5 separate regions of the Sus scrofa genome follow, and regions 1, 2, 3 and 4 are each linked to region 5. A link is a contact called in public Hi-C, HiChIP or PLAC-seq and promoter capture Hi-C data. All regions are on one chromosome and are shown on one strand. Each heading gives the region's core, a stretch centred on a gene start, on an enhancer-like site or on the middle of the called end of the contact. The rest is flanking DNA. Distances are from core to core; before and after follow the strand shown.

The links. Promoter capture Hi-C pulls out the DNA fragments that hold promoters and counts their contacts. Hi-C and Micro-C count contacts between places; a contact is called where the count stands out from the background. HiChIP or PLAC-seq counts read pairs in DNA pulled down with a chosen protein or histone mark.
Region 1: a contact with region 5 is called in a promoter capture Hi-C map of fetal liver, with 2.3 times the contacts expected there. The contact joins the promoter of ASH2L here to the promoter of LETM2 in region 5. A contact is called at or near these places in 1 of 5 promoter capture datasets (fetal liver), 6 of 47 Hi-C or Micro-C datasets (embryonic fibroblasts, heart right ventricle, liver and 2 more) and 2 of 2 datasets of contacts at active chromatin or transcription factors (alveolar macrophages and skeletal muscle).
Region 2: a Hi-C map of heart right ventricle shows a contact between it and region 5, with 3 times the contacts expected there. The contact joins the promoter of PLPBP here to the promoter of LETM2 in region 5. A contact is called at or near these places in 1 of 5 promoter capture datasets (fetal liver), 1 of 47 Hi-C or Micro-C datasets (heart right ventricle) and 1 of 2 datasets of contacts at active chromatin or transcription factors (alveolar macrophages).
Region 3: an H3K27ac HiChIP or PLAC-seq map of alveolar macrophages shows a contact between it and region 5. The contact joins the promoter of EIF4EBP1 here to the promoter of LETM2 in region 5. A contact is called at or near these places in 2 of 5 promoter capture datasets (fetal liver and liver), 2 of 47 Hi-C or Micro-C datasets (embryonic fibroblasts and mesenteric adipose tissue) and 2 of 2 datasets of contacts at active chromatin or transcription factors (alveolar macrophages and skeletal muscle).
Region 4: a Hi-C map of embryonic fibroblasts shows a contact between it and region 5, with 2.8 times the contacts expected there. The contact joins the promoter of BRF2 here to the promoter of LETM2 in region 5. A contact is called at or near these places in 1 of 47 Hi-C or Micro-C datasets (embryonic fibroblasts) and 1 of 2 datasets of contacts at active chromatin or transcription factors (alveolar macrophages).

Annotation. Positions count from the first base shown.
Region 1 is chr15:48,413,287-48,419,332 of Sscrofa11.1, reverse strand. It overlaps ASH2L (ASH2 like histone lysine methyltransferase complex subunit), which reads left to right and starts at 1,806. Exons shown (of 16, transcript NM_001243568.1): 1 at 1,806-2,011; 2 at 2,653-2,719; 3 at 3,120-3,265. The coding sequence starts at 1,824.
Region 2 is chr15:48,631,693-48,637,942 of Sscrofa11.1, reverse strand. It overlaps PLPBP (proline synthase co-transcribed bacterial homolog protein), which reads left to right and starts at 1,359. Exons shown (of 8, transcript XM_003133369.4): 1 at 1,359-1,650; 2 at 3,987-4,094; 3 at 4,181-4,216; 4 at 4,694-4,769. The coding sequence starts at 1,552.
Region 3 is chr15:48,441,951-48,447,861 of Sscrofa11.1, reverse strand. It overlaps EIF4EBP1 (eukaryotic translation initiation factor 4E binding protein 1), which reads left to right and starts at 4,489. Exons shown (of 3, transcript NM_001244225.1): 1 at 4,489-4,669. The coding sequence starts at 4,525.
Region 4 is chr15:48,566,347-48,571,732 of Sscrofa11.1, reverse strand. It overlaps BRF2 (transcription factor IIIB 50 kDa subunit), which reads right to left and starts at 3,526. Exons shown (of 4, transcript XM_003133367.6): 1 at 3,234-3,526; 2 at 2,503-2,562; 3 at 810-1,131. The coding sequence starts at 3,387.
Region 5 is chr15:48,130,580-48,136,659 of Sscrofa11.1, reverse strand. LETM2 (LETM1 domain-containing protein LETM2, mitochondrial) reads left to right here and starts at 4,234. Exons shown (of 9, transcript XM_013984075.2): 1 at 4,234-4,736. The region is part of intron 1 of NSD3 (histone-lysine N-methyltransferase NSD3); the gene reads right to left.

The DNA of each region.
Region 1 (6,046 bases), core at 557-3,056, 290 kb before region 5:
GTGTCCAAAGTCTGGAGGAGAAGGCAGGAACTAAAATGGTAAGAGCTTGGGGTGAGGGAAGAGAATATTTGAGAGTCAAGATTTTAGGGAAATTCCCCAAAAAGTTCACCTGTGGATAAAAGTAGGCAAGGCTAATAGGACCAGTGGGAAGCAATTGGGAAATCAAAATATCTACATATTTTCAATTGCTCTGGTGTTTGATGTTCCAGAGTGTATACCCTGGAACAATACAGCATAGTAAGACTGGGCTTCAGCATTGGAGAGAGGTATACGTTTCTTTGGTAAAATGGAAAAAGGTGTATTAGGCAACTAGAAATTCTCATACTAAGTGAAATTAAGTCAGAAAGATAAATACACTTGTGATATCACCTACATGTGTAATCTAAAATGTGGCACAAGTGAACCTATCTACAGAATTAAAACACTCAAACTAGGAGAACAGATTTGCAGTTGCCAAGGAGGAGGGAGTGGGATGGACTGGGAGTTTAGAGTTAGTAGATGAAAACTATTACATTTAGAATGGATAAGCAATAAGGTCCTGCCGTACAACACAGGGAACTTTATTCAATCTCTTATGATAGACCATAATGGAAGATAATATGAGGAAATACATATGTATGACTGGGTCACTTTGCTATACAGCAGAAATGGACACACTGTAAATCGACTATAATAAAATTAAAAAAAATAGGAGTTCCCATTGTGGTGCAGTGAAAATAAAGCCTACTAGTATCTGAGGACGCCGGCTCAGTCTCTGGTCTCACTCAGTGGGTGGGGGATCCAGCGTTTGGTGTAAGTCTGTAGGTCGCAGACGCAGCTCAGATCCTGCTTTGCTCTGGCTGTGGCAGAGGCCGGCAGCTGTAGCTCCCATTTCACCCCTAGCCTGACAACTCAATATGCTGCACCAGAAGCCCTAAAAGGCAAAACAAACAACCCAACAAGCAGAAAATAAAGGTGTATTAAGATATAAACAATGACTTCCTGAAAACTGTCCTGGCCCTAATACTTCCAGGAGTTTGTATTCTCAAGCTTGGGGACCATGGCTCCGAATGCTTCCACTTACTCCAATGATCTCATCTACCTGCATTGTTGTTGACTGCTCAGGTTCTTACCTTTAGTCCACACCTGTTCCTTTCTCTAAAGACCAAGCTTCTCTAAACTCTCAAGTCCTCCAGCACTCGGGCTTCATCTTCCTTCTCTCACAGTATTAAGGAGCTTGCAGCTTCTAGAACACACACTGCGTTCCACCTCTTCGCCTGGAGACTCCATTCACATCCCCTCCCCAGCACTCGCCTGTGTAGCTGGGGCTCTGGATTCAGCCTGTCTAGGCTTCCATCTCTAGACATCACCTGGAAACCCGCTCAAAGTGGCAGATCACTAGGGCAGTACAACTAACTACTTCGGGGCGGGAAGACGTTTCCCACATTTTAACCGTGAAGAACGTTTGCACTGCACACCACAGCGTTCAAAGTCCCTAGGCTGCCAGCGCTCTCAAAGGCGCATCAATCACACGGTAGCTTCCTTTCTTAGAACCGAAAAGGGGCAGCGCCCACCCTGGAAATAAAGTGCATCGTAGACGAAATCCCAGTGGTCAACACGCCTCCTCCGCCCAACACCTGGCGGGGTGTGTCGGTGGCTTAGGAGCCCCGAGGTCCCGCCCATCTCTGCCTGCCCGCCGATCTTAAAGCGGGCTGGGAGAGCGCCTTCCCTAGGCAGGCGGTGGACCCACAGAAAGCCTTTACTATTTGAGGGTTAGAGGGCAGATCAGCAACTCGCGCGAGACCCACATAGTAATCTCGCGAGAAGTCTGGAAGGCGGCAGGGATGGCGGCGGCGGGAACTGGACCCGGCCCGGGAGTGGGTGCAGGAACCGGCCCAACAGCGGCCGTAAATGCAACACCGGCAGAAGAAGGGGAGACGAAGCCGGTAGCAGCGGTAGCAGCCGCTCCGGCTGGCGAGGGGACGTCTGTTACTCCAGCCGCGGAGCCAGTGTCGGGAGAGGCGGAAAGCGGGTGAGACGTCCTGCGGCCCGAGGAGCACAGGGGGAGGGAGACCCGCCCCTCTCGGAATCCCGCGGCTCCTGGGAGCCCTCCTGTCCGCCCCCACCGAACCTAGGCCTTGCGGCCAACGGCTCCCCCTGTCCGCTCTGGGACCTTAGTCCCGCCCGCCATTTGACCCGTCCCTTCTGAACTGCATCTCAGACTACGCCCCTTTCCTCACCTTTCGAGCCAGGTTTCTTGTACCTCCCGGCCCTAGCACCCCGGCAGGGGCCTGGTAATTCACTGTAATAGCCGGAACCCTTCACAAATCCCGGAGAGGAAACCACTTTTGCATTGCCAGACTGGAGGAAGTAATGGTCCTTCTGAAAACTGTGATGAAGAGCTGCATCTCTACGAACCTCCCCCAGGACCGATTCCACTCCGTGTAGAATTTCTGTAGGGATCGATTAGGTTTCCCTGTGCCCGGTGGGCTTGCGTCCAACTTGGCCACATTCTTCCCAACCCTGGGCATCCAGTCTGAGAACAAGCTTGGCTGAAAAAGGTGTAGGACTGTGAAATTCAGCTGTAGTTGAATCAACATCTTTGGGAGTAGGCGTTTTTGGGTTTGTTTCTCTTGAAAATTCAGTGCTTGAGTGCTTTCCTTATCTCAACAGGGATGCAAACTCGGTTGATGTAAGTGGTGGCTTGGAGACGGAATCCTCTAATGGAAAAGATACACTAGTAAGTATTTGTTTTGGCACGTTTGCAGGGCAAAACAGTTGGTTTTTATTTTTTACTTAAAAATTTTTTTTTTCATTTTAAGGCCACAGCTGCGGCATATAGAAGTTCGCAGGCTAGGGGTCAAATCAGAGCTACAGCTGCCAGCCTATGACACAGCCACAGCAACGCAAGATCCAAGCTGTGTCGGTGACCTACACCACAGCTCATAGCAACGTGGGATCCTTAACTCACAGAGCGGGGCCAGGGATCGAACCCACATCCTCACAGATACTATTCGGGTTTTTACCGCTGAACCAGAATGGGAACTCCCATTGTGGAAGTTGGTTTTTTGAAGTTTTCAAGCAAATCAAAATACCATTAGGTTAGTTAACTTGATTCTGTAATGGCTCTGCGGACACAGGAAGGTGCTGGGGATACTTCAGAGGTGATGGATACTCAGGCGGGCTCCGTGGATGAAGAGAATGGCCGGCAATTGGGAGAGGTGGAGCTACAGTGTGGAATATGTACAAAGTGGTTCACAGCAGACACGTTCGGCATAGATACCTCGTGAGTATTTCTTACAGTCTTTGTAAAAATTGCTTTGTAAGATGCTAGATTTCGACCTGTTCAGCACCTGAATGGTTTGTTTGTGGGCAAATGTAAATGCGTAGTATTTCCTTTGTCACCTGAACCCTGTTAAGTGAATACTTGGGTTTGAGTCAGGAACTGCTTTAAACTCTGAGCATGTTTTCTGTCTACTGAAGGCATAGCAATTTTTTGTTTTGGTTTCTTTCGTTCTTTTTTGGCCTCTCCCACAGCATGTGGGATGTGGAAGATCCCTGGTCAGGGTTCGAACCCAAGCCATAGCAGCAACATGAGCCGCTGCAGTGACACTGCCAAATCCTTAACCCTCTTCGCCACGAGGAATTCCTTTTGGTTTCCAATTCCTTCCCTTTAGGTGTCTTAAATTCTCTCCTCAGCAAAAACCAGTTTCCAAATCTTTGACCCGTTCTAGTGAATTAAAATCATTTTTATGGATGCTAGAGAATGAAAGTCTCTTTTCCTCATTTGAGGGATTTAGTCACCTACCATCAATATGAGCATTACTGAGTCTGTGGAAATAACTGTACTGCTGGCTCTCTCGATGGTGTCTTTTTTTTTTTTTTTCTTTTTTGGCATATGGAGTTCCCAGACCAGGAGTCACATCCAAGCCACAGTTGCATCCTAAGTTCCAACCTATGCTTTCTAAGTAAAAAGTTAAAGAAATGCTAATGTTTTCATTAACATGTGACTGGTTACCAGAGATAGGCTGCTTAAAAAAGAAAGAAAAATTCTGAAGAATCAGAAAGAAAGAATTTATCTTGGTAGGAAGATCTATAGGGAAAATATACAAGCTAAGCAAAGCTGGTCAGTTAGAAAAGACCTACAATAAGGCCACTTTGGCCATAGAGAATTTGTTTGGATAAACAGGGCCTAGGAAAGGAATTTTACCACAGCAATAACTTGGAGCAATCCAGAGAAGTGATCAAAGCACAGTTCAGAGTGTTGGTAGAGACCAGTTGGTACCTGAATTTAAGAAGTTTCACCTAAAGCCCGCCAGGTGGGAGAGATTAGCCTTTATTGCTGAGATGGAAGGAGTGAGTGAGCTAGCTGGGTATGGAAAAGGCCACTGTAAACACCTGATTGTGTTTGAATTGAGTATTAACTATATACCTGCCTATCTGTAGTCTGAGGCTTTGCCTTCTGTTAGTGAGCTTATCACAATGGGTATTTAACAGAAAGGGGTTCTAGAGAGAGGTAGAGATAAGGAAACCCGTCTTAACATTCATGAGGATGTTGCCTAATTCCTTGCAGGGCGGTGAGAGACACACTCTGGAACTTTCTCTTTGAGGATACCTTCAGCTAGTTTCGGCAGAATCCAAGATAAACCTGCCTTTGTTTTGATTTCTTCTCTTCCAACTTAAACCAGTCTTTTGTTTTTCTGTTACTTTCTCCTTTTCAAGACTGAGCTCTCTCTGTAATTTTCCAGTCATCCAGTGCAGTTGCCATCCTCAGTTGCTCCCTCTACTGCCTTCTTTTTTTCTTTGCTTTTTGGGGCTGCATTTGTGGTATATGGAAGTTCCCAGGCTAGGGGTTAAATTGGAGCTGCAGCTGCTGACCTACACCACAGCTCACAGCAGTACCAGATCCTTAACCCACTGAGTGAGGCCAGGGATCGAACCCACATCCTTATAGATACCCGTTGGGTTCATAACCCGCTGGACCACAATGGGAACTCCCAACTGCCTTCTTCCTCTCTGCTCTCAAACAGACATGCCTTCTCTTGCCCCTGAGCTCACCTCTCGGGAGATTTCCTGTGTGATACAAGCATAGAACTGCTTAGAACTCCTTTTACTTCCTGTCCACCCCCATCAAGTCTACCCCCAAGCCTAACCAGTGTTTTTTCTTCTTATACATTTGCTTGTCCCTTCCATTCTTATTATTTCACTCTAAGTGGGGCCTCCTTTTTTTGTTTTTAACCTTCTGCTGAAACTGCTATAGAAGCTTCTTACACAGATTCCCATTTCTTAATTTCTTCCTCCCTTCAGACCCATCGTCTCATCAAGCTTATTACTTTCACCTGTCGCATCCCTGTCACGATGTTCCTACTACCCACAGAGAAAACCTGCTTTCCCCGGGCATGTAGGGCCTCTGGTACTTCTGCCTTTCAAGCCTTGTTTGATACCATATCTCTGACAGCTGCCCTCTGTTAGCCAAGCTGGTTTACACCAGCTTGCCCCCTTGCCTCCTAGTTTGCACTTTCATGTCTCTACACAAAATAGTTCACCTGTAGAAAGGAAAACTGACTCATCTTTCCAAATCCAGTTCACAGTTTGTGCCCTGGAAAAAAATCTTCTTTGGAATTTCTTGGTGGCTCAGTGGTTTAAGGACTTGGCATTGTCACTGCTGTGGAGTGGGTGCACTCCCTGGCCCTGGAACTTCCGGTGTTCCTTGGGCACAGCCAAAAGAAAAGAAAAATCTTCCCTCTTTTTTTTTTTTTTTTTTGTCTTTTTGCCATTTCTTGGGCCGCTCCTGCGGCATACAGAGGTTCCTAGGCTAGGGGTTGAATCAGAGCTGTAGCTGCTGGCCTACACCACAGCTCATGGCAACACCAGATCCCCAACCCATTGAGCAAGGCCAGGGATTGAACCGGAAACCTCATGGTTCTTAGTCGGATTCGTTAACCACTGCGCCACGACGGGAACTCCCGGATAATGTCTTAATAAATTTTTGTGACAGGGAAATCCTGGCATTGTAAAAATATGAGCCCTGTTTTGGTGACCTTTTAAGTTTTAAAAGTACATTAAT
Region 2 (6,250 bases), core at 110-2,609, 500 kb before region 5:
AGTTCCCATAGTGGCAAAGCGGAAAGGAATCCGACTGGGAACCATGAGATTATGGGTTAGATCATTGGCCTCGCTCCGTGGGTTAAGGATCAGGCGTTGCCATGAGCTGTGGTGTAGTTTGCAGATGCAGCTTGGATCTGGCGTTGCTGTGGCTCTGGCATAGGCTGGCAGCTACAGGTCAGATTAGACTCCTAGCCTGGGAACCTCCATATGCCACCAGTGCAGCCCTATAAAGACAAAAAGACAACAAACCTCAACTATCTCATTAACTTTTTCTATTGGTTATGTTTAAACTTTACTTTGGGTATATTGGGCTATAGAAAATGTATTCAGGGAGTTCCCATCGTGGCGCAGTGGTTAACGAATCCGACTAGGAACCATGAGGTTGCGGGTTCGGTCCCTGCCCTTGCTCAGTGGGTTAACGATCCGCCGTTGCCGTGAGCTGTGGTGTAGGTTGCAGACGCGGCTCGGATCCTGCGTTGCTGTGGCTCTGGTGTAGGCCAGCGGCTACAGCTCCGATTAGACCCCTAGCCTGGGAACCTCCATATGCCGCGGGAGCGGCCCAAAGAAATAGCAAAAAGACAAAAAAAAAAAAAAAAAAAAAGTATTCATTAATTTTTCTTAACTTTCTGTGCCTATTAGAAAATTTTATTTATTTTTGTTTTTTGTCCTTTTAGGGCCGCACCCACTGGCATGCGGAGGTTCCCACGCTGGGGGATCTAATCCGAGCTGTTGCTGCTGGCTTACACCACGGCAACACCAGATCCAAGCCGTGTCTGGGACCTACACCACAGCTCAAGGCAACACCAGATCCTTAACCCACTGAGCGAGGCCAGGGATCGAACCGAAACCTCATGGTTCCCAGTCGGATTCGTTTCCACTGCACCACGATGGGAACTCCTAGAAAATTTTAAATTACATGTTCGGATCACATCATATTTCTATTGGGCACTGATCTAAAGGATAACCAGAGGAAAATAATTCGGTACATTGGGATCCTACCATGTTCTTCAGAAACAATTTTCTTTTATATATTTTTAAATATTTATTTTTGGCCACACCCGCGGCCTGTAGAAGTGACTGGCCAGGCACCAAACTTGGCCACAGCTGTAACCGGAGCCACAGCAATGACAAAGCGGGATCATTAACCCGCTGAGCCAGGAGGGAACTCTTTTTCTATGCCTTCTCCTCTCCCCAAAATCATCTGAGATAAAAGCCGTTATCTCCCACAACTGGGAAGAGGACCTAAGGGACCTCTCCTGCCCCCTTCTGTCCCTCAACTGCGTCTGCGGGCTACGGCTAGGTGGAAAGCCCCGCCCTCCGGCAACCCCGGAAGTACGTCACAGCCCCTCCGCACCCGAGTGCCCCGCCCCGCCTCGCGGCGACCTCCCCAAGATGGCACACCTAGGGCGGGGCCGCCCCTCCCGCCCCTCCCCATACTGACGATTGGCTGAGACGAAGACGGGCAACACGGAGACGTGAGCTGGGCGGGACCGGAAGGGGATTTAGCCTCGGGTGCCCGGGTACGGGGCTGGAAGTCGGTTCTGTGGAATGTGGAAGGCTGGCAGCATGTCGGCGGAGCTGGGAATCGGTTTCGCTCTGCGGGCAGTGAATGAGCGCGTGCAGCAGGCGGTGGCGCGACGGCCGCGGGTAAGAAAAGGGACCTCGTGGGGACGGTGGGCGGCCGCTTGGAGGAGATGAGACGCCTGCGTGGGAATGGGTCGTCACGGTGACGCAGAGGGGTCTCCCCGCAGGAGCGAGAGCTGGCCGCCGCCTTGGCTTTGGCACGGGTTGCCGAGACCCCAGGAGGCTGGTAAAAGGATTCCTCAGCATCTGTCAGGTTTTCTGGAGGTTGGCTTAGTTGGAGCAAAAGGTATCGCTACCCCGGGAAAATGACTGATCTCCAGGCATCGCGACCATTTACCCATCTGGCTTTGTGTCGGGATCAGCCGCCTTGGCAGAGGGGAGAGGGATCAGGCCTGCACCCAGAGGCTGCAGAAGGGGATGTCCACTGCAGGAGTACCCAAAGGAGGCCAGATCTGCCGAGATCACGTGTGTGGCAGCGTCCCAGATAGTAGATGCACAGTAAATGTCAGTTCCACCCGAAAACGAAGGAAAGGGTGGATTGGCCGTACTTGGGTGACACTAGAGCTGCACTTGTGCGTTTGGGGCAGGAGGGAACTAGACATCCATTCCCAAGCAGTTTAAGATGAGATTTTTTTCCCCCTTATATATAGTTGGTATCTTGGAACTTACTTAAAGGTTACCATCTGCCCCTCCTCAGTGCAAGTTTAAGCTGAAAGGTGTGGTGTGAGACATATTTGAATAGAGAGATCAAAGTTTTCTCTGATTAAGCATTTAGTGTCAGAGCTCAGCTGGCCTGGAGACAGAAGACCTGTATTAGTATAGCTTTTTCTGGGCTGTTAATTAGGTATTATTTTAAACAAGTCAGTTAGTTACTCTAGCCCTGAATTTCCTCCTTCCGGCATTAATGATCCTCCAAGAAAAAGCTAAGCTAGAGATTCCCCTAAGAAATATCGCCCTGGGGAGTTCTCCCAACATAACTTACGCAGATGGGCTACCTGTTCCACTTTTTTTCCCTAAAGACTGTTACCTCATAATTCTAGGAAACATGACACAGTCTCATAAAAAGTCAGCAGTGCAGCCCTCAGAAGGAAGGGGAAACTCTGTTAATTGATCTTACTCTTCAGACCCTTTGAGAACATTGATTCTGTAAAAGTTCCGGAGGGTGATGGGGTAATGAAAATGAAGCCATGTGAGGACAGATGAATCTCTTCTCTGTGTGGATTTGGTTGCAGCAGAATTCAGGGAAGCCCCGCTCTTTACATAATGGCCGTGAGAAGGGGGTCGGATAAACCTTATCCTGAGTCCAGAGTCTTCTGTGTCTTTGCATCAGTTTGGCCCCTGGTTCTTGATTAGACTGAACAATTACACTGTAACACAGCAAGATCAATGGCATCTCTGGAGCATTGCGACAAAAGTTCAATCCCTGACCCAGCACAGTGAGTTAGGGATCAGCAGCAGCTAAGATCTGATCCCTGGCCTGGGAACTCCATATGCCATGGGGCAGCCAAAAAAGGAAGGAAAAAAACTACAGTAACCCTAAGGGCGTCGCTTTTGAGAGTGCACGTGGGCAATATTAATAATTACCCCAGGACCAGAGTGTAATTAACCTTGGGGTTAGCCAGATGTTCATCTTGGGGTTTCAGAAGCCAAAAGTGGCCTCCCTTCCTAACAGAGATGCCTTCCCTTAATGAAGTGCTTCTTAAACCACCCACCTTGGTATGCAAGAGTATTGTCTGATAAAGTTTGTTTGAAAGGAGTTTGTTTGAAAGGAGATTCAAAGACTACACCCTGAGATTCAGATTCAGCAGATCTGGAGGGGGACCCAGGTGTTAACTGATGCCATTGGTCAAAGACCACACTTTAAGGAACCACTGCTTTTACTTACCTGCCCAGCTCTCCTGAGAGAGAAGTCTTTTGCTTAATATTCAGTAGCTAAGCACATTAGATTTCAATACAAGCATACAGAAGACTTTTCGTCAACATCATTTGCTACTCATCTTCCCGCAGTGTTAGAAAATAGATCCCCTAGTGCCCATTGTGGCTTAGCGGGTTAAGAACCTGAAGTAGTCTCCCTGAGGATGCAGATTGATTCCTGGCCTTGCTCAGTGGGTTAAGGATCTGATGTTGCTGCCAGTTGTGATGTAGGTCATGGATGCAGCTCGGATCTGGCATTGCCGCGGCTGTGGTGTAGGCCGGCAGCTGCAGCTCTGATTCGACCCCTAGTGCGGGAACTTCCATATGCCACAGATACAGTCATTAAAGAAAAGGAAAAAGAATAGTGGATCTTACACAATGCCAAGTTAAAGATCTGTGCAATCAATTCTCCAGGCTATCCTATAGGACTTACTGGGATCTTATTCCCAAATGCTCACTCATCTTGGCTCTCTCCCTCTTGGCAGGAACTCCCCGCCATCCAGCCCCGGCTCGTAGCGGTCAGCAAGACCAAGCCTGCAGACATGGTGATCGAGGCCTACAATCACGGCCAGCGCATTTTCGGGGAGAACTACGTAAGAGTCCTTTTCCAAACTGCGCTTGTGCCCTGGGAAGAGTCATGGTTGCCAGGCTCCTGACTTGTTCTGTTTTTACCCTTTAGGTTCAAGAACTGCTCGAAAAAGCCTCAAACCCTAAAGTAAGTGGAATCTGAATTATTTAGTTTGTAAATAAATTCTTGACTTTTCAGTTGAGAATTAAAAACCCACGCTGGTGGTAGAGTTTTAGATCTGATGGTAGAAATACACTCACCTTGAGCCCCAAATATTTCTCATCTAGAGTTTCTTAAGACTGGTTTTCTCCTGTGCAGCTTTTTGAAGCTGGTGATTTTAGGAGCTTGCTATGATCTTGGATCCTTTTGACATTTGAAAGCTCTTATTAGTTGATTTTTTTTTAATGGGCAATATCAGAAAGAAAGAGGGAGTGGATTGGAACAAGTGACACATAACAGAAGCCCTAGGTTTCCCCTGAGTATCCTCAGGAGCCTGACTGAAGATGACGATGATAGTGGTTTATTGCATAAGCTCTGAAAGGTCAGAGGGGAACGTGCAAGGTAGTTGAGGCAGCAAGGCCTCCACACAGTCTAAGTCAAACATGGTCACCTCTTTCTCCTCAGATTCTGTCTTCGTGTCCTGAGATCAAATGGCACTTCATTGGCCATCTCCAGAAACAAAATGTCAACAAATTGATGGGTAAGATAAAATTCTAAATATGATGACACAATTTCTTGATCTTTGTATCACTTACATACGGTACCTTCTGTGGAAGAGATAACAGATTTTTAGAATGTTTCAAATTTGCTGTTTGTGCTTTGCAATTTCTTTTGGGAAAGAAATCTTAGTTCTCGACATGAGAAGACATCATAATAAGAACAGTGTGAACTCACAATTGACTGGGTACCACATTCTTGGGAACCTGCCCCCCTCTGCACATTAGATATTTTCTGGTGGGCTGTGAAGTAAATTGAAAGGAACCAAAGCCCTTAAAATTTTTCAGCTGCCAAAGGTGACACTTTTGTCCTTTTCCCTTTAAATGAAAGGCTACAGTAAATAAAATACAAAAATATGTTAATTTTATGTATTACAAGTACAGTATATAATAATAAAATACAATATACAGTGAACTACAGTAAACAAAATAAAATTAAAAATTAACTGGGGAGTTCCTGTCGTGGCTCAGTGGTTAACAAATCCGACTAGGAACCATGAGGTTGCAGGTTCAATCCCTGGCCTTGCTCAGTGGGTTAAGGATCCGGCATTGCCGTGAGCTGTGGTGTAGGTTGCAGACGTGGCTCGGATCCCACGTTGCTGTGGCTGTGGTGTAGGCTGATGGCTATAGCTCCGATTTGACCCCTAGCCTGGGAACCTCTATATGCTGCGGGAGCAGCCCAAGAAATGGCAAAAAAAAGACAAAAAAATTAACAAAAAAAATTAACTGGGAGTTCCCTGGTGGCTCAGTGGTTACAGATCCAGCATTGTCACTGCTGTGGCTCGGGTTTGATCCCTGACTGGAGAACTTCTACATGTCATGTGTGTAGCCAAAAAAAAAAAAAAAAAAAAAAGGATTAACTAACTAGAAAGATTTAGCCGTATGACTAGGGGGAAGGGAGGGATAAGTTAGGAGTTTGGGATTAACAGATACAGACTACTGTACATAAAATAGGTAAACAACAAGAACCTACTGTAGAGCCCAGGGAACTATATTTGTTGCCGAAACTTGACCTCTGTCCACCGGTCCCAAATAGAAACTCAGAGGAAGAGTTTTAGGTGATGAAGAAAAAAATAACTTTCTTGCTGTTCCAAACAAAGGAGGCCACAGCAGGCTCATACCTTAAAGACTGTGCCCTCCCTTGGGAGAGATTAGGAAGTATAAGTGGTTTTGTAGTTTGGGAGTAGAAAATAGGGCCACAGAAAAGGATCAAGGGAGATGCAAGTTTGTATTCTTCAAAGTTGGCGTTTAGTGGCCCCAGGACTGGTTCTGGTGGTCTTCCTGTCTGGCTTTCATTTGTTTTAGTTCAGCAGAAGAACTCAGAGATATTGTCATATACATATTTCTTGAAGAGGAACCAGGACTCTGCCCCAAGTCTGCCCTATTGTTTCTTGACTGCTCCTTCCTTCCCTGATTAGCAACTGTTTGCACCAGCCCTTTGGAACTCAGGGAAGGTCAGGGTGGC
Region 3 (5,911 bases), core at 3,240-5,739, 310 kb before region 5:
TGCACCTGCAGCTGCCAGCCTATACCACAGCCACAGCAACACTAACACTGGATCTGAGCCACATCTGTGAGCTACACCACAGCTTACAGCAACACCAGATCATTAACCCACTGAGCAAGGCCAGGGATTGAAGTCACGTCCTCATGAATACTGGTCGATTCATTACCATGGAGCCACAAGGGGAACTCCCTTTTTTATTGTTTTGGTCTTTTTAGGGCCACATCTGCAGCATGGGGAAGTTCCCAGGCTAGGGAACACCTCACAGCAATTTCGGATCCTTAACCCACTGAGTGAGGCCAGGGATCAAACCTGCATCCTCATGGATACTAGTCAGGTTCGTTACCACTGAGCCACAACAGGACTCCTAAATTTTTTTCTTAATGGCTGCACCCAGGGCACATAGAAGTTCCTAGGCCAGGGACTGAATCCGAGCCACCAGTGTGGCAATGTTGGATTCTTTAACCCACTGATCAGAGCCGGGGATCAAACCTGAACCTCTGAAGTGACCCCAGCCTCAGCAGTCGGATTCCTCACCTACTACGCCACAGCGGGAACTCCAACTTAGGGTTGCTTTTAATTTCCAGTGATATTATTTGTTAACTTCTCAAAGCATTTCATACCAGAGGAACTGAGCCGTGTTCCTGGTTGCTACTCAGAGAGATTCCACTAACTTAAAATGGTAAAATGAGAGCCTTTCCCCACCCTGTCTACAGGTCAAGTGGAGCAGGATGGGATGGAAACTTCCACCCCCCATCCCTTCCTTATCTTTCTTCTAGAAAACAATCCTTGGCTCACTCTGCTTTCTTTCTTTCTTTTGATCTTCCCTTGCTAGAAGGGAAGACAGAAATAAATAATTTTGGCTTTTGGTAGCAGCAACATCCAAAAGTATTCTAGTGGCTTCTGTCAAGAATGAGAATGATGCAACTAGAGAGTCTTATACTAAGTGAAGTAAGTCAGACAAAGACAAATACCATATGATTATCACTTAGATGTGGAATCTAAAATATGGCACAAATGAACCTATCTGCAGAACAGAAACATACTCACAGACACAGACTTATAGTTGCCAAGGGGGAGCGGGGAGTAGAAGGTTGGGGTTAGCAGATATAAGTTATAGTACATGGAGGGGATAAACAATAAAATCCTGCTGTGTATTGCAGAGAACTATATTGAATGTCCTATGATAAACCGTAGTGGAAAAAAATATATATATATATATATTTTTTTTTTGTCATTTTAGGGCTGCACTGGAGGCATATGTTAGTTCCTAGGCTAGGGGTCAAATTGGAGCTGCAGCTGCTGGCCTACACCACAGCTCACGGCAACACTGGATCCTTAACCCACTGAGCAAGGCCAGGGATCAAACCCCATTCTCATGGATACTAGTTAGGTTCGTTACCACTGAGCCATGATGGGAACTCCAAGAATATATTTTTAAAAATAATGTATATATAACGTATAACTGAATCACCTTTTTGTACAGCAGAAATTAACACAACATTGTAAATCAACTATACTTCAATTTAAAAAATTTTTTTTAATTTTGTGAAAAGGTGAGCGTGTGAGTAAACCCACAGTCCCTGCCCTATAAGAGCTGATATTTAATTACAAGACTTGATGCGAATGCCTCCTGCTCTGTCCCTGCTCCATAACGAGGCGGAAATTGCCATAGGTGAAATGTCTGGCCAGGAAACAGAATTCAGGAGGGAGTCTGTCAAAGACCATACCCCTCGGCCCAGGCTAGTGATCCTCCTGTACCCATGAGGGGCCCCAGGTCTAGCCAGCCCCCACCTTTGGCTCCCCTGCAGCCTTCAGACTTGCTTTGCCTCTGTGCAGCCCTCCGTTCAGAGGTCATGGTGAATGTGAAGTGTTCTAAACTGCCCTTTCCCTAGAATTTCAGCTCTAACCAAACAATCAGGTCTGACAACAGAATAAATCTTTTCAAAACAGTCCTACCAAGGAGGTGTGGTGGATGGGCCACTTTGTTTCCTTATGTGGTGAAAAAAGGGCTGGCTAGGGAAGGAGGCAAGACTGGGTCCTAGTCCTATCTCAGGCATTTTCCAGCTGTGTGATCTTGGGCAAACCGCTGTTCCTCCTGGGCTTCTGGGGTTTTTTTGTTTTGTTTTGTTTTTCAGTAAGATGGAGGTAAGTATTGTCCTGGATGACCAGTAATGTACGTGGCCAGAGCCAAAATTGGATGATTCTACAGTCTATAAATTTCTTACAGTACTGCCGAAAAGGTAAAGAGAAGCAGATGAAATTAAATTTTAATGATAGATTTTACTTAACCCAATATACACAAAATATTACTTCATCGTATAATTGGTACAAAACAAGTTATTGAAATATTTTATGTTTTTTTCCACACTAAGTCTTTGAAATCTGGTATGTACTTTACACTTGTGATTGTGGACTAACTACACTCCAAGCGCTCAGTGGCCGTGGCTACCATGCCGGACAGCATAGGCCTACAATTTAGCTCAGGAATGACCAAATCTAACCGGTCTCTCTATCTCCAGCCTCACCCTCCAGTAGTCCATTCTCAAAATCTATGGCTAAGAGTTACCTCTCTTAAAGATAATCACCCCCCTGCTTAAAAGATCTCTCTCTGATAGCTACCGCCTTGGATGACCAAGTCTAAACACCCTGGCCTGATTTAAAAGCTTTTTCACAAGTCAGCTCTATTTCCCTTTTCTTTCTTTGTTTTAAGGGCCACAAGTTCCCAGGCTAGGGGTGGAATTGGAGCTGCAGCTGCTAGCCTACGCCATAGCCACAGCAATCTGGTGTCAGGGATTGAACCTGCATCCTCATGGATATTAGTCGGGTTCCTTACCGATGAGCCACAACAGGAACTCCTCTTTCTTTTTTCTTTTTCTTTTTTTTTTATTTTTACGGCTGCACTTCCTGGCATATAGAGGTTCCCAGGTTAGGGGTTGAATGGGAGCTACAGCCACTGTAATGCCAGATCCCAGTCGAGTCTGCGACCTACACCACAACTCATGGCAATGTCACATCCTTAACCCACTGAGCGAGCCCAGGGATAGAATTAACAACCTCATGGTTCCTCTTCAGATTCATTTCCCCTGTGCCACAAGGGGAGCTCGAGGGAACTCCGGACACTCCTCTTTCTTTCTTTCTTCTCTCTCTCTCCTTCCTTCCTCCTTCCCTCCCTCCTTCCTTTCTTCCTTCCTTCCTCCATCCTTTCTTTCTTTCCTGCCACCCAGCATGTGGAAGTTCCCAGGCAAGGGATGGAACCGGTACCACAACAGTGACCTGAGTCACTGCTACGGTGACAATGCCTGACCCTTAACCACTTCTGCCAAAAGGGAATTCCCTGGATTTCTCTTTTAAACTTTTCTCTCTCTACTCTTCCCGGATGTGGCCACCACAGGTTTTTTTGTCCTCCACTTGAATATTCCTTCGTTTGTTCCTGCGTTCATTTAAAGAGCTCCTGCCAGGGGAGTTCAAGTGAGTTCAGGCGAGTTCCCGTCGTGGCACAGTGGTTAACGAATCTGACTAGGAACCATGAGGTTGAGGGTTCGATCCCTGGCCTTGCTCAGTGGGTTAAGGATCCGGCGCTGCCGTGAGCTGTGGTGTAGGTTGTAGACGCAGCTCGGATCTCGCGTTGCTATGGCTGTGGTGTAGGCCGGTGGCTACAGCTCCGATTAGACCCCTAGCCTGGGAACCTCCATGTGCCGCGGGAGCGGCCCAAGAAAATGGCGAAAAGATTAAAAAAATAAATAATAAATAATAATAAAGAGCTCCTGCCAAACTTCGGGCAGCGTGGGGGTCAGGATCCACTGACCCAACTCAAAGGGCTGCAAATAACCTTCTTTGACCAATATTTCCCCACCACCACCGACGTCCACTCCCTCCCAGCCTCCTCGCTCCGGGTTTAGCCCTCATCACCCAGCTTGATGTTTTGTCCCCAGATCCTAATTCTACATTTCTTCCACGACTGCCACATCGTGAATGTTCAATAAATTGATGAATGACCAACCAATCCTCGCTTTCTCATCTGAGGAAATAGAGCACGGAACACGGAAGGCTTTCGGAGGCAGGGGACCTTCTCGCCTGATGTCCCAGTGTTGCAGCTAGCCTTTCCAGAGTGGGCTGGGTCCGCTGGGACCCCAGCGCAGTCCGAGCTAGAAAGGCATTAACACAGGCAAGCCTCGGAATCTTCCTTCCCATCCACCGGTTCCTGCCCGCGTGGCTCTCGGGGACCCGAAGGGATTAGCGGCGGGGCAGCTAGGAGGCGGAAAGGAATAGGGGAGCGGCGCTAGCAACTACGCTCAGGAGCCCGTCTGTGGGGTGCCCGGGACCCAGCGCGGAAGAGGACTCCTGTGCCCGCAGCCCCCGGGCGGTGGGCGGGGCGGCAGCGCAGCGGGAACTACAAATCCCAGGGGGTGGCAGCCCAGGCGGCGGAAGGGGCGGTCTCGGGCGGGGCGGGCCCGAGCGAGGCAGAGCGAGGCCAGAGGGGCGCCAGGGCCACGCTCTGGGTCCGGGCTCCTCGCGCGGGAGACCATGTCCAGCGGCAGCAGCTGCAGCCAGACCCCAAGCCGGGCAATCCCCACCACTCGCCGGGTGGTCCTCGGCGATGGCGTGCAGCTGCCGCCCGGGGACTACAGCACCACTCCCGGCGGCACGCTCTTCAGCACCACCCCAGGAGGTAGGCGCGGGCCCGGGGGCGCCGCTCGGGGTCTCTGGGTGCGGACGCTGGGAAGGACTGACTGGCCAGGGGGAGGGATAGGGAACTCCAGTTGGACGGGGCGACAGGGCTTCGGGGCGTGGTGACTGGAAAGAACGGATAAGGGGCACGAGGGTGGCTGTGAGGGGCACGGAGGTGGCCACCTGGAACGACAGGGGGGCGCGGGGGGCGCCTTCCATTGCCTGCCCTAGGGGTGCGTGCTCCAGAGCCGCGGCTGCAAATGCCACCTTATAGCTCCTTCTTTCTGGGAGAGACAGCTGATTCCCCCCGCCAAAAACAAGCGCTCGCTTCCAGGACTGCCATAGGCCGAGGTGTGCTGCCCCTTGTGGGTGTTGGGGGCTGTTCTGAGGCTGAATAGGGTGGGGTCAGGTTGGCCTCCCAACCACGGAGAGGGCTGGCCTGAGGTTTTTAGGGGTCGGGATGGGCGCTCTCTGTTGGGGTGAATGGCTCTTGGCAGAGACCGTTTTCCTTCCCGGGGCACCCCCAGCTTTGGAGCCTCGGCGGCTTCTGGAACAAATTGCCCTTTTAGGCTTGAGGATCTCCGCGAAGGAACCCGGGGCCGCGGGCAACGCTGTGCAGAAAAACACGTTCTTCTCTCCGGGGGGGAGGGGGGCCGTGTGACCTCCCAGAGAGTTGATGAGGAAGAGGAAGCTGAGCTGGCGCGGGGCGGGGGCAGCCTTGGGCTGCGCTCGGGAGCCTGGCATTCCCTGCCAGCTCCGGAGCCCTGGCGTATGGGCGCTGATGAAACCTGCCGGCGCGTTTGCATGATGAAATCCTCGTGGCTCACCACTTCTCTTTCGTTCTCGCACTGCGCTCACCCGTTTCTGCCCTTCTTCCCTCCCCTACACCCGCTTCCACCGCTGCTTCCCAAACTACTCGAAAAACTCCACCGATCCTGGCGCTTCGCTGAGAAACACGGGTGCGGGCGGCCGCGGGCGGAGCTGCAGCCTAGCCGCCTGCCAGCGTCGGGGCCACATGCTTATTTTCTCAAGCAGCTGTCCCACCACCAGCGAGCGCAGCCAGATCCGAGCCCTGGGCTGTTTGATCCAAAACACACAACGTTAGAACTTTTAAGGATCTTAGATGTTCTTGTGCAACCGAGCTGCCTTATAGGCCAGAACTGGCACCCAGGCCCCAATTTGGAAAAACGTGTCCACTGTCCCATGTCATACCATTTTCCCACATTGAACAAGAAATAGCAGC
Region 4 (5,386 bases), core at 2,277-4,776, 440 kb before region 5:
GAAATAACCAAAAAGACGGTCTGGTCTCAACACCGACGGGATGCGGTGGGGGGTAGCAGGGGACTGCTCTTCCAAACTGAGGAAGATAGCAAGCTGTTCTACCCTCCTGGAAACACTCACGCCTGCTGGGCAGCAAGGTCATCCGGGTACCAGAGAGGACAGGATGAGCCTTCTGCTGGAGAAGTGAAGGGCAGGAGAAGGCAGGGAGCTAACATTTGTTGACCACCCCCTGCCAGCCATCCTTCTGAGTGCTTTACAGGTGTTCTCCTTTAATCTACTCAATACCCTGTTATGTGCATTGAGAGTTGGAAAAACTTGCCCACAGTTACCCAGCTTGGAAATAACCAAGCTTCAAACCCAGGATTATCTGACACCGATAGCCTTTGCTTTCTACTATTATTTACCAGAAAAAAAGGAAAAGGACACAGCTACTTAGAACAACAATAAAATTTAGCTTCTAGCTCCACCCTGTCATTTACTAATAACTTCTTGGGTCTAATCACAGGTGATCCTCCCGAGGCAGGGTCACAGCATTCAGCCACGCAAAACATGAGAGGTGGACCTCAAGAGCCCTATGCCAAGGCTAATACCTACTTCCTACATCATTAGGGTGCTGTGGGCAAAGGGATTTGAAAATTATACCATTCTAGAAATGTAAAACGGGATCAATGTGACTACTACTAAGCCTGGGAGAGGGAGAAGAGACTTCTCTCCCACATCCTTGGAAATGCGCCTGGTCAAAAAGAGGCAGCTAGAGATAAAAGGGTTCAGGTCCCACCCCAACCCAGCGTCTCCCACACAGCAGGTACCTGCTACAGTAAGTCTTCACCAGGTCTGCCAAGCACAGAGACGGCACGTCTAGCCCCAGGAGCTTCACCATCTGCATGTAGGTGCCAGAAAACACATCCAAATCTGCATAGATTAGGGTGCAGATGGTTCCCATGGTCAGGGGCCAGTTACGCTGCCGGCAGGTAATTAAGACACAGCACCCGACCAACACCTCCTTCTTTTGCAGCCTGGCAGCACGGATGCCAGAGTGCTGGTATGCCTGTTGGTAGTAGGCAACTGCCGTGTCCTCAAATGTTGGTGGTAGCTGCAGAACTCGACAGAGGTCTCTCACTCGGCGGAGACCTAGGAAAACCCATAGCAGGAGTTAGTCCCAACAATAAAGAATGATCTTTAAAAGGATGATATACCACAACCAAGTGGGATTTATCCCAGGGATACAAGGATTTTTCAATATCCACAAGTCAACAAATGTGACACACCAAAATGAACCATAGAAACCATATGGTCATCTCAATAGATACAGAAAAAGTGTTTTATAAAATTCAACATCCATTTACAGTAAAAACTCTCCAGAGTGTGGGCATAGAGGGAACATATCTCAACATAAGGAAGACCACATATGACAAACACAGAGCTAACATCACATTCAACGATGTAAAGCTGAAAGCCTTTCCTCTAAGATCACGAACAAGACAAGGATGCCCACCCTCACCATTTTTATTCAACAGAGTTTTGGAAGATCTAACCAGAGCAATCGGAGGAGGAACAGAAACAATAGGAATCCAAACTAGAAAAAGAGTTCCCGTCATGGCTCAGTGGTTAACAAATCCCATATCCATGAGGACGCCGGTTCGATCCCTGGCCTCACTCAGTGGGTTAAGGATCCAGCGTTGCTGTGAGCTGTGGTATAGGTCGCAGACGTGGCTTGGATCTCACATTGCTGTTGTTCTGGTGTAGGCCAGAGGCTACAGCTCTGATTCAACCCCTAGCATGGGACCCTCCATTTGCCATGGATATGGCCCTAAAAAGACAAAAGAAAAAAAAATAAAATTATATTAAAAATTAAAAAAAAAAAAGCGGAAAAGAAGCAGTAAAACTGTCACTGTCTGCAGATGGCATGATATTCTACATAAAGGGGTCAAAGGAGCCATCATGCAGCTCCCAGCAATTTCTGGTAAACCTGCCTCAGATATGAGATGCACAAATAACAAACCTTTCTATAATGACAACAGCGACACTTAGTGAGGACATTTGGGAGGCACAAAGTCACTTATAGAAAGAAGTCACATTTCAGTGCCCCATCTTTTGGAGGCTGGTTTGATTTGTGGCCAAGCCAAAGTTTGCATCTGAGCTCCTTAGTCTACCTCAAACAAATCCCCAAGCAAACCTGAATCTTCCACCTAATTGCTACCTCTCTTAGAACCATCTCCTCGCTCCCTTCCTTTCTTTTTTTTTGCCATGCCCGTGACATGTGGAAGTTCCTGGGCCAGGGATCGAACCCATGCGACAGCAGCAACCCAAGTCATAGCAGGACAACACCAGATCCTTAACCAACTGAGCCACCAGGAAACCCTATCATCCTTTATTTTTAATTACCATTCTCTTCAACTCAGCCTTACACAGTAATGCTGAAAACAGGAAAGATAAGTAGATGGGCTGGACCATCAGGAGAGTTTTCTTTAAAGCACTATGTCATAAAAGGTTTATTCTCACCTCGTTGCTGGCTGCGACTAACTTGTTCATTTTCCCCTGTGCTTCGGGAATATGTTACTTCTGTAAGATAATGGGCAACAAATAGCTTGTTTAGCCTCCACGTGCCACACCCTTGCCCTCCCACCACACAAAACCCAGGAGCCAAACCAGGACGCATCCACTTCTTGTCCCATCTTTGCACATTAAAGGTCCATCTGATTTTCTATGACCACAAACAGTACCCAATACAAAGAAATTTAGGAAGATTAGGACTGCACTAAAGCAGCTCCAAGTGTTCCAGCCATCTCTCTTGTACATCCAATTCAGGCAATTTTCCTGACTGAATATTCTGAGGGTTGCATTGGTCACAGACTTGAAGAGCAGAGAGGGAAGAAAAAAAAAAAAAAAAAAAGATGCTTTTGCCAATTAGTGCTCAAAACTACTTTGCGGTAATAGTATTTTCTGTATTCGTAAAGAATTGATCCGCAATCCTTCCACCATGCCCAGACTAGGTAAATTGAGTGCAGCTTTCTCTCTTGATTTCATTTATTCAGCGTTTATTAATACCAAATACCTTGCTAGAAAAACACAGATAAACCGCAGTCCCTGAGCTTCTACAGCTCACTCGTTCACTTTAGGCCATTTTCTCCCGTGCATGTGACCAGGAAAAGGCAGGAGATAAGAATCTCGACGTCAATCACTCCACTGCCCCCAGGCTGTTATCCATTGCCCTGGAAAAGCCCGCAAGGTACCTCGGAGGTTGCCCTCATCACTGAAGGTGGTCGTAAGGACTCCCTCGGTGACCACACAGCCGCAGTCGGAGCACACCAGCTGGCTCTGCGAATAGTGTGAGTCTTCCACCAGCTCAGTGGAGCCGCAATCGGGGCAGCGGCCTCTTCCCGGCATCTTACAACCCGTCCAGAGCCGAGGAAGCCTTCGGGTAACCGCCCCTAACGTCGACAACAGCAACAGTGTTGCAAACAGGAAGTAGGAGCGGAGCTTTCTAAGGCCTGCACCACCTCCTTCCGGCCAGCGTGACAGCCGTACTATGGGTAGTTCCTCCTCGGCCACGCCCCACTTCCGGTCCTTTCCTCTGAGGACTCGGGTAGAAATGTGAGCCAGGAGACGGGGGTTCCTGCTGGACTGCGTCTTCGGGTTCTCCGCAAACTGTAGTTAGTTTGAGGTGGGCTAGACTAGCAGTTGCATTTGGGTGAGCTTTTTACATGCATGGATACGCATAATATACAAGAAAATTGTTGCCATCCACAAAGAACTCTTTTTTCTAAAGCGCTAGGGGAATCGTAGATGCTCCATTTCCCTTTGGTAAGGAACGTTGATTTGGGCCATGGTACAAAGTTTGTGTCTAAAAGGGAGAGTGGTCTAGTGAGAGGGCAGGGAACTGTGTTCCTTCCAGAGCGCCTTCACCTCGAGCCAGTTGTCTCTTCTCTTTGCAGTCCATTTTTCTCAACTGTGGAATAAAGGAGTTGAATTAAAATCCAGAGTGGCACCCTCAAATGCCTTCAGAGGCTAGGCAAAGAATGTCTAAAGGAGTTGGAGAGAAAGAATATGGGGTGGTGAGGCCTTTGGCAATCTGGAGGGTTCAAGCAGATGCGGATGTTTTTAAAACCTTGAGCTTTAAGATGCTCCAAGATTCTAGCTCCAAAGTTCCTAGCATGGTATATAGCACAGATCAAAGAATCTTGAGGAAAACTGTGCCGCTAGCAGTGTTATAGAAACCAAGCTTACCAATTAGAGATTTTGTATGTCATGTTTGAGCATAAATTAAAAGTCATCAAAGAGGTATTTTCTTTTTCTTTCTTTCTTTCTTTCTTTCTTTCTTTCTTTCTTTCTTTCTTTCTTTCTTTCTTTCTTCCTTCCTTCCTTCCTTCTTCCTTCCTTCCTTCCTTCCTTCCTTCCTTCCTTTTGTCTTTTTATGGTCCTACTCACAGCATATGGAAGTTCCCAGGCTAGGGGTTGAATTGGAGCTGTAGCTGCTGGCTTACACCACAGCAACACCAAACCCGAGCTGCCTCTGCAACCTATACCATAGCTCAAGGCAACACCAGATCCTTAACCCATTGAACAAGGCCAGGGATTGAACCTGCGTCCCCATGGATACTAGTCAGGTTTGTTACCACTGAGCCACAGTGGGAACTCCCAAACTATTACATTTAGAATGGATAAGCAATGAGGTCCTGCTGTATAGCTCAGGGACTTATATCCAATCACTTGTGATAGAACATGATAGAAGATAATATGAGAAAAAGAATGTGTATGCATGTATAACTGGGTCACTTTGCTGTACAGCAGAAATTGACAGAACATTGCAAGTCAACTATAATTAAAATGTTTTTAAATAAATAAATATCCGACTGCAGCAGCTTGAGTCGCTGAAGAGGTGCAGGTTCAATTTCTGGCCTAGTGAGTGGGTTAAATGGCTCGGTATTACACAGCTATGGCATAAGTCCCAGTTGTGGTTCAGATTCAGTCCCTGGCCCAGGAACTTCCACATGCTGCAGGTGCAGCCATAAAATTTTAAAAATACAAATAAAAATAAAAACCAACCAGGAGTTCCTGTTATGGCTCAGTGGTCATGCACCAGACTAGTATTTGTGAAGATGTAGGTTCAATCCCTAGCCTTGCTCAGTGGATTAAGGATCCGAGCTGTGGTATAGGTCAAAGATGCAGCTCAGATTGGGTATTGCTGTGGCCGTAGCGTAGGCTGGCAGGTGTAGCTCTGATTCGACCCCTAGCCTGAGAACTTCCGTATGCCATGGGTAGGGCTCTAAAAAGCAAAAACAAAAAACAAACAAACCAAACCAGGAGTTCCCTGGTGACCTAGCAGTTAAGGAATTTGGTGTTGTCACTGCTGTGGTTTGGGTCACTGCTGTGACGTGGGTTCAAT
Region 5 (6,080 bases), core at 2,985-5,484:
CGGCCGGCACCGAGGAGGGCCACGGCCGGGCCAGGCTGGGCTGGGCGCGCAGCGAGAGTAGGAAGACTGTGGGCGGTGGGGTGGGCTGGGGAGCCGAAGGGATGGGGGTCGCCGCGCAGCTGCAGCTGCCAGAGACCAGCCCGTGGCTGGCGGCCGGGCCGGGACAGCAGGGTCCTGGTCCGTGGGGTTCGACTCGGTCTCGTACGCCTCTCCGCGGCTACCAGTGGACAGTCCCCCTCCGCCTCCGCCTCCGTCCTGGCCGCCGCCGCCCGCTCCCGCCGCCGCTGCCGCCGCGCACAAAGCCCCCCCACCCAGACTCTCCGGCGCCGCCGCCAAATCCTCAGCGGCTCATTGGCTGCCGGCCGCGGCGCCTGCCGGGAAATGCAGTCCCGGGCTTGGGGCGCAGGAGGAGGAAGGAGGAAGACGCAGGCTTGTCAGCGGGCGAGAGGAGGGGTGGGGGGAGAGCCAGAAACGCGAGCTACTGGGCAGAGTCTAGACGAGAAGTGAGACCGCAGGCGATAAAGGCACAGAGACAGGAAGGCATGATGCGGAGGAAAGTGAAAAACAAAACAAACCTACAAGATAGGAGAGAGACTGGGCCTGTGAGGCAAAATTGTGCCCGTGCGTGTTCTTTGATGCTTATGAAATAACAGCACATGCCAGGCACCAGATGGGACTCCTCAGGGTGACACTGCGATGCCATCTCTAGACGTTTGAAATACCCTACGAACGGGCGCCCGGTTAAAATGACCGGGAAGTGGACAGCGATTTCTATGCCTCCCTGGCTGTCTCCCGCCCGACAGCTGTCGCAGAGGAGCTCGCGGTTCCACCCGGCTCTGCGTCTGGAAGCCGTGGCAGCGGTTCAGACCGGAGTCCGGGGGGACAACCCCTGATGGCAGGCTCCTCGGACTCCTCCCTGGCAGGCCCCGGGCCCCGCAAGCCTTCTTCCTGCTTGCTCTGCTGGCCCAGAGGCTTGTGGGTAACAGGGGAAGGCAGCGCCGCCCGCACCCCGACCCTGAGGGACCTGGCGGGCTCCCGGCCCGTCACGTGCTAGGCCCTCCGCTCCTCGCTGCCAGACCTCGGCTTCGAGGGATGTGAGGGCATTTGTCCTAGACAGAGCTGACGCATGCCAGGATGACAGGAGGGAGCGGGAGTCAAAATTCTCTGTAACCCTATATCCCGCCCCATTTTAGGAAACGCAAGTGAAACAATAGAAGGTCCCGAGTGTGTGACACAGTAAACTAGTCATGCCGGAGCGTGCCGATTTGGTAATATTTCCTGGGGCCTGGTGATAATGACTTAGGACGTTGCAGCTCAGAGATAGGAACGTACAAAGGAACCACAGGCAGAGATCAGAGGAAACCAATATTCCGTTCTGAGAAGAGTAAAATTGATCACCCTAGACGTTATACTCGCCATCGATGTCACAGTGCTGGATCTATTTGGTAACTTTGGGGGCATTTCCTGCAATTTTTATCTTTAAATACCACTTAAACAAGAAATTTAAAGATTCCTACAGATCAGTTATTTTCGTGATTACTAATTATGCATTCGTTCTTTAAAAAACTGTTAATGATACTATTGTTGATATTCATAATTAAGCATTCCCTTACTTTTTTTTTTTTTTTCTCTCTCTCTTTACTGGCAGCCCCTGCAGCATATGGATGTTCCCGGGCCAGGGGTGGAAAGGGAGCTGCAGCTGAGACCTAGCCACAGCCACAACCACAACCACAACCACGGCAACACTGGATACCCTCGGCATCTTTGACCTACGCTAGCATGCAGCACAAGGAAGATACTTAACCCACTAAGGAGACCAGGGATGGAACCCAAACTCTCACAGAAGCAACGTGGGGGTCCCTAAACTGCTGGGGCACAATGGGAACTCCCCCATTACTATTAATCGTTAACTCTTTCTAAACCTATACTTGAGTGGTTCCTATGGTTGTGCTACAAAAGTTAAAGAAATCAATAAAAAGCACATTTTTGTTTGTTTTCAATGTCTTTTTTAACACAGAGATCTCTAAAGGATCTCTGAGCTTATTTCAAGTGTTTGACTCTATCTCCTGGAAAGAGAGGTTAAATTGGTCATTTTTCTTTCCTGTGATCCTTTCTACTGCCATCCTTCTTTCCCACCTTCCTGTATCCTCCTTGCTTTGTTGATAAGCTGTTTCCTTGGTCTGACATCTGGATTTTTCCCCTTGAGGAGACTATGGTAAATTATTTCCAGGGATTTTATTTTAAACTGCTTCTAAAGCTATGCTGACAAGAGTTTAAAATTAAATTTAAGGAAAGTAAATGCATGGTCTCGTCCTGCATAACATATACATTGTTAATAATATTTGATCTGGAGCTGTATTTAGGGGACTGGCCATTAAAAATAATAATTTAAATTTTTAGTGTCTTAAGAGGTTCAGATCATGCTTTCTCCATAGAAAGTGAGAAAAGCTTCCCCCCGCCTCCGGTCACACCTTGCATATGGAATTTCCTAGGCTAAGGGTGGAATCACAGCTGCAGCTGAAGGCCTATACTACAGCCATGGCAACGCCAGATCCACAGGTGTAGTTGTGTCTGGACCTACACTGCAGCTCAGGGCAATGATGGATTCTTAACCCACTGAGTAGGGCCAGGGATTGAACCCAAATCCTCATGGATACTAATCGGGTTTATTACTGCTGAGCCACATTGGGAGCTCTGCAGTTTCTTAAGACAGTAATCTAATACAATTCTCAGGGCTCAGCTTAGGGAGGAAAAAAAAGTTTTTCTCTTCTGAAGATTATATTCAAAAACTCATTACATGATAAATCACTTATCCTGAAAGTCAAAAAAATCACCAGGACTGATAACAAGAGAAGGCAACATTGCTTTGAACTAATGGATTTCAATAAGAAAGACTCTTTATTTTTTCCTTTTTGTCTTTTTAGGGCCACACTGGCGGCATATGTAGGTTCCCAGGCTGGGGTCTAATCAGAGGTACAGCTGCCATCCTACACCACAGCCACAGTGACACCAGATCCCAGCTAGATTTGTGACCTACACCACAGCTCATAGCAACACCAGATCCTTAATCTGCTGAGTGAGGCCAGGGATTGAACACACAACCTCATGGTTCCTAGTCAGATTCGTTTCTGCTGTGCCACGATGGAAACTCCCAAAAAGTAAGATTCTTAACCTTTCTCCTTTTAAAATAGGATTGCTGACATATGGCCATGGTAGAAAATCTAGCTCATCTTTCAAATACTGGGCTTGGAATTATTCATCTGGTTTATGAATACTTAATGATTTTCACTGTGTCTGGTTGTAAATGAATACAATGCATGAATAAGAATATTTCCCGGTATAAAATGTCTCCCAGGGATCTGAGAGGAATATTTTTGCATCTTTTATGATCTTTTCCAGAAAAGTACATATACATGATAGTGCAGTGATTAATTTATGAAATTAATGTGAAAATTATACCTACCTAGCCTTTTAGAGCTCAAAATTTACCATTGGGAATTTTCAAAGAAAGAAAGGTAAGGAGACCAAAGCTTTGTAAATAGATGTGTTAATTCTGGTAAACACAGAAGGTGAAGCCTCTGTGTGGAAAGTTGGGCATCAGACGTGCACAAAGGGCCCTCTAGTGGCCAAACTGTAAAGTTTGGCCTATTTAACATAGTCGATACTTTTGGTCATTAGCTGAAAAATGCTTTGTGGATTAAAAGCTGTCTGTATCATACTTTCCCTTAAAAAAAAAAAAAAAAAAAGCTGTCTGCATTTTTAAATGTGCAGCCCAGATGAGTAAAGTCTGTGGTCAGGCACATATTAAGAGAAATATTCTCCGTGTGAAAGCAATTCCTTGCTGTCTGGTGTTAAAGTAGACCACCAAAAATTTTTTTTCCTCCTAGAGCCAGATGAAATGGATAAGTAGAGATAATTGGGGGGCGAGAACATTTTTAGATCTTTTCCTTTTCCAGAAGGCCCAGTTACCCATCCTAAGAACTGAAGTGCTATGTTACTGCACGGCTACTATATATACTTTTTCTTTTTTACATGTTATTTTGAGATTTCTACAGAAACTACTGATCATAATAACTTAGAACATTTATAAAGAAATTTTTAGTGGAATTCAGACTTCCATACGAAGACTTCACAGCACTCCAGTTTGGGGCCCTGAAGATAGGAGAGGGATGTTTTTCTTAACCATTCCCGCCCTTTCTGCCACTCCCTCTCCCCACTTCTTTCCCTGCCGCCCACCCCTCCCCGCAGTTGCGGAGTTGGAAGGTGGGGTGAATATAGCAAAGTGATGTAATTCGTACTCCGAGATTGTTACCATGGCGACTATCAGACATATTATGCTATCGATAGGGTAAAAGCTTCTTTAATCCGGCCTCCAAGGAAGGGTTTTGGAGGTGGGAGTCCACAGCCTACAAAATGTGGACAAGACCGTTGAGCGCGCCCGCCCTCCGCCCAGCATAGACACTCCTTAAACTAAACCCAGTAAAGGAGTCCTTTGGCGGGTGGAACCAGACCTTGCGGTCCCCTGGGATGCCTACGCGAAGGACGACCTCGCGCCCCAGAATCTCAGAGCTCATTGGTGGGTGGTGTCGTCACTCAGAGTGACGTAACGGATGAGGAAAGAGGTGGAGCCATAGATAGGGCTTCGGGCCCTTCTAGCTGGGGCAGCTGGGGGAGGAGGGGAATTGGGAAGGCACTGGAGGACTGAGGCAGCCGTTCCCGGGAGCCGGCCGGAGGAGGTAGGGTGGGCGGGTCAAGTCCTTAAGCTGTTGCTTGGTGGACCGCGCCTGCCTGTTTTCCTCCAGAGCCCACTCCCTCCACATCCTGCTCCTCCCATCAGCGCTCTGATTTTCCCGACAGTTTCCAGTCCCCACCCAGCGCTCTCCTCAGCCCCTGACCTCGGCTCTCCGCCCCCGCCCCCAACTTTCCATCCCTGCTCTTTCCGTGCTTCGCTTCCTCGTTATCTTACGTACCCTGCGCCCGGCTTCTCCTCGCCTTCCTTCCAAAAAGCAGGATTGCCAAGGCCAGTGCCTGCACCACCCCCGATCCAAAAAACAAAGACCCCCCCCCCAACCTCCGACCCCACCACAGCAAACACAGTCCACTAACGCACAACGCGCACAAAAGCCATCGGCTGGGAAAGCGTAGGGAGCGTTCTGCCCCGACGTCGTCGAGAATCGGAGGCAAAGGTAACCGGGAGAGCCCGGGATCCGGGCGAGAGGGCGCCGCGGCGAGAAGGCGCAGGTGGGCCTGGCCTCCCGGCCCCGCCCCGATTCTGCCCCAACCCCGCCCCGGCTCTCCCGGGAAGTGGTTGCATTCGGTCCTGGCTGAGAGTGCCCCCGGCCGAAACTAGATTAACCGCCGGATGGGGTCTGGTCTCTCTCCAGCAGGAGACCACCCGCCCTTAGTCTGGGTTCAGATATTTCAAGGTATTATTTAAATTGTTCAAAATGTCAGCTCTGTGGATGAGATTTCCCTCCTGGAGAGACTTGTACTCCTTTCCCAGCTTCAGGAAAACGGGCTGACGCTGTGAGATACTAAAGTTCTTTCTCCATCCTATGGCTGAAAAGCGCCATAGTATGGACAAAGATTTTGGTAAAGCTTATTTAAAGGTCGGTTTGGGCTCTTTGGAGAATCACTAGCTCAGGACACCTGTTCATCTCCATTCAAATTCTTAGTAGGTACTATGTATATTTTCAATATTATGAAAACGAGTACTTTCGGCAGCTATCGAGTACTGGCGGCAGCTTGGCCAGGTGGGGGAAAAAACTACTGAAAACAAACCCAGGCTGTTTACTGTCTACCTGTATTTTTAAGCTACAAATAAGTGTGTCTTGATTAGCTTCTTCAACAGTTGGCAGACATTCAAGTGAATTATTGAGTGCTATTGACCAGATATCAAAATGTCTTTGAAGACCCTATCATCACCAGCATCATCATATTAGAGATCATTTCTATTTGTGGAGGTCTTAAAGTCCCATTCTCAAATTCGTGATTATAGGAAATGAACTTGAGGGAGATTTGACACCTTGAATAGAATATGCAGAGTTTCTACCCTTGCGATAGTTAAAAACATTTAAATC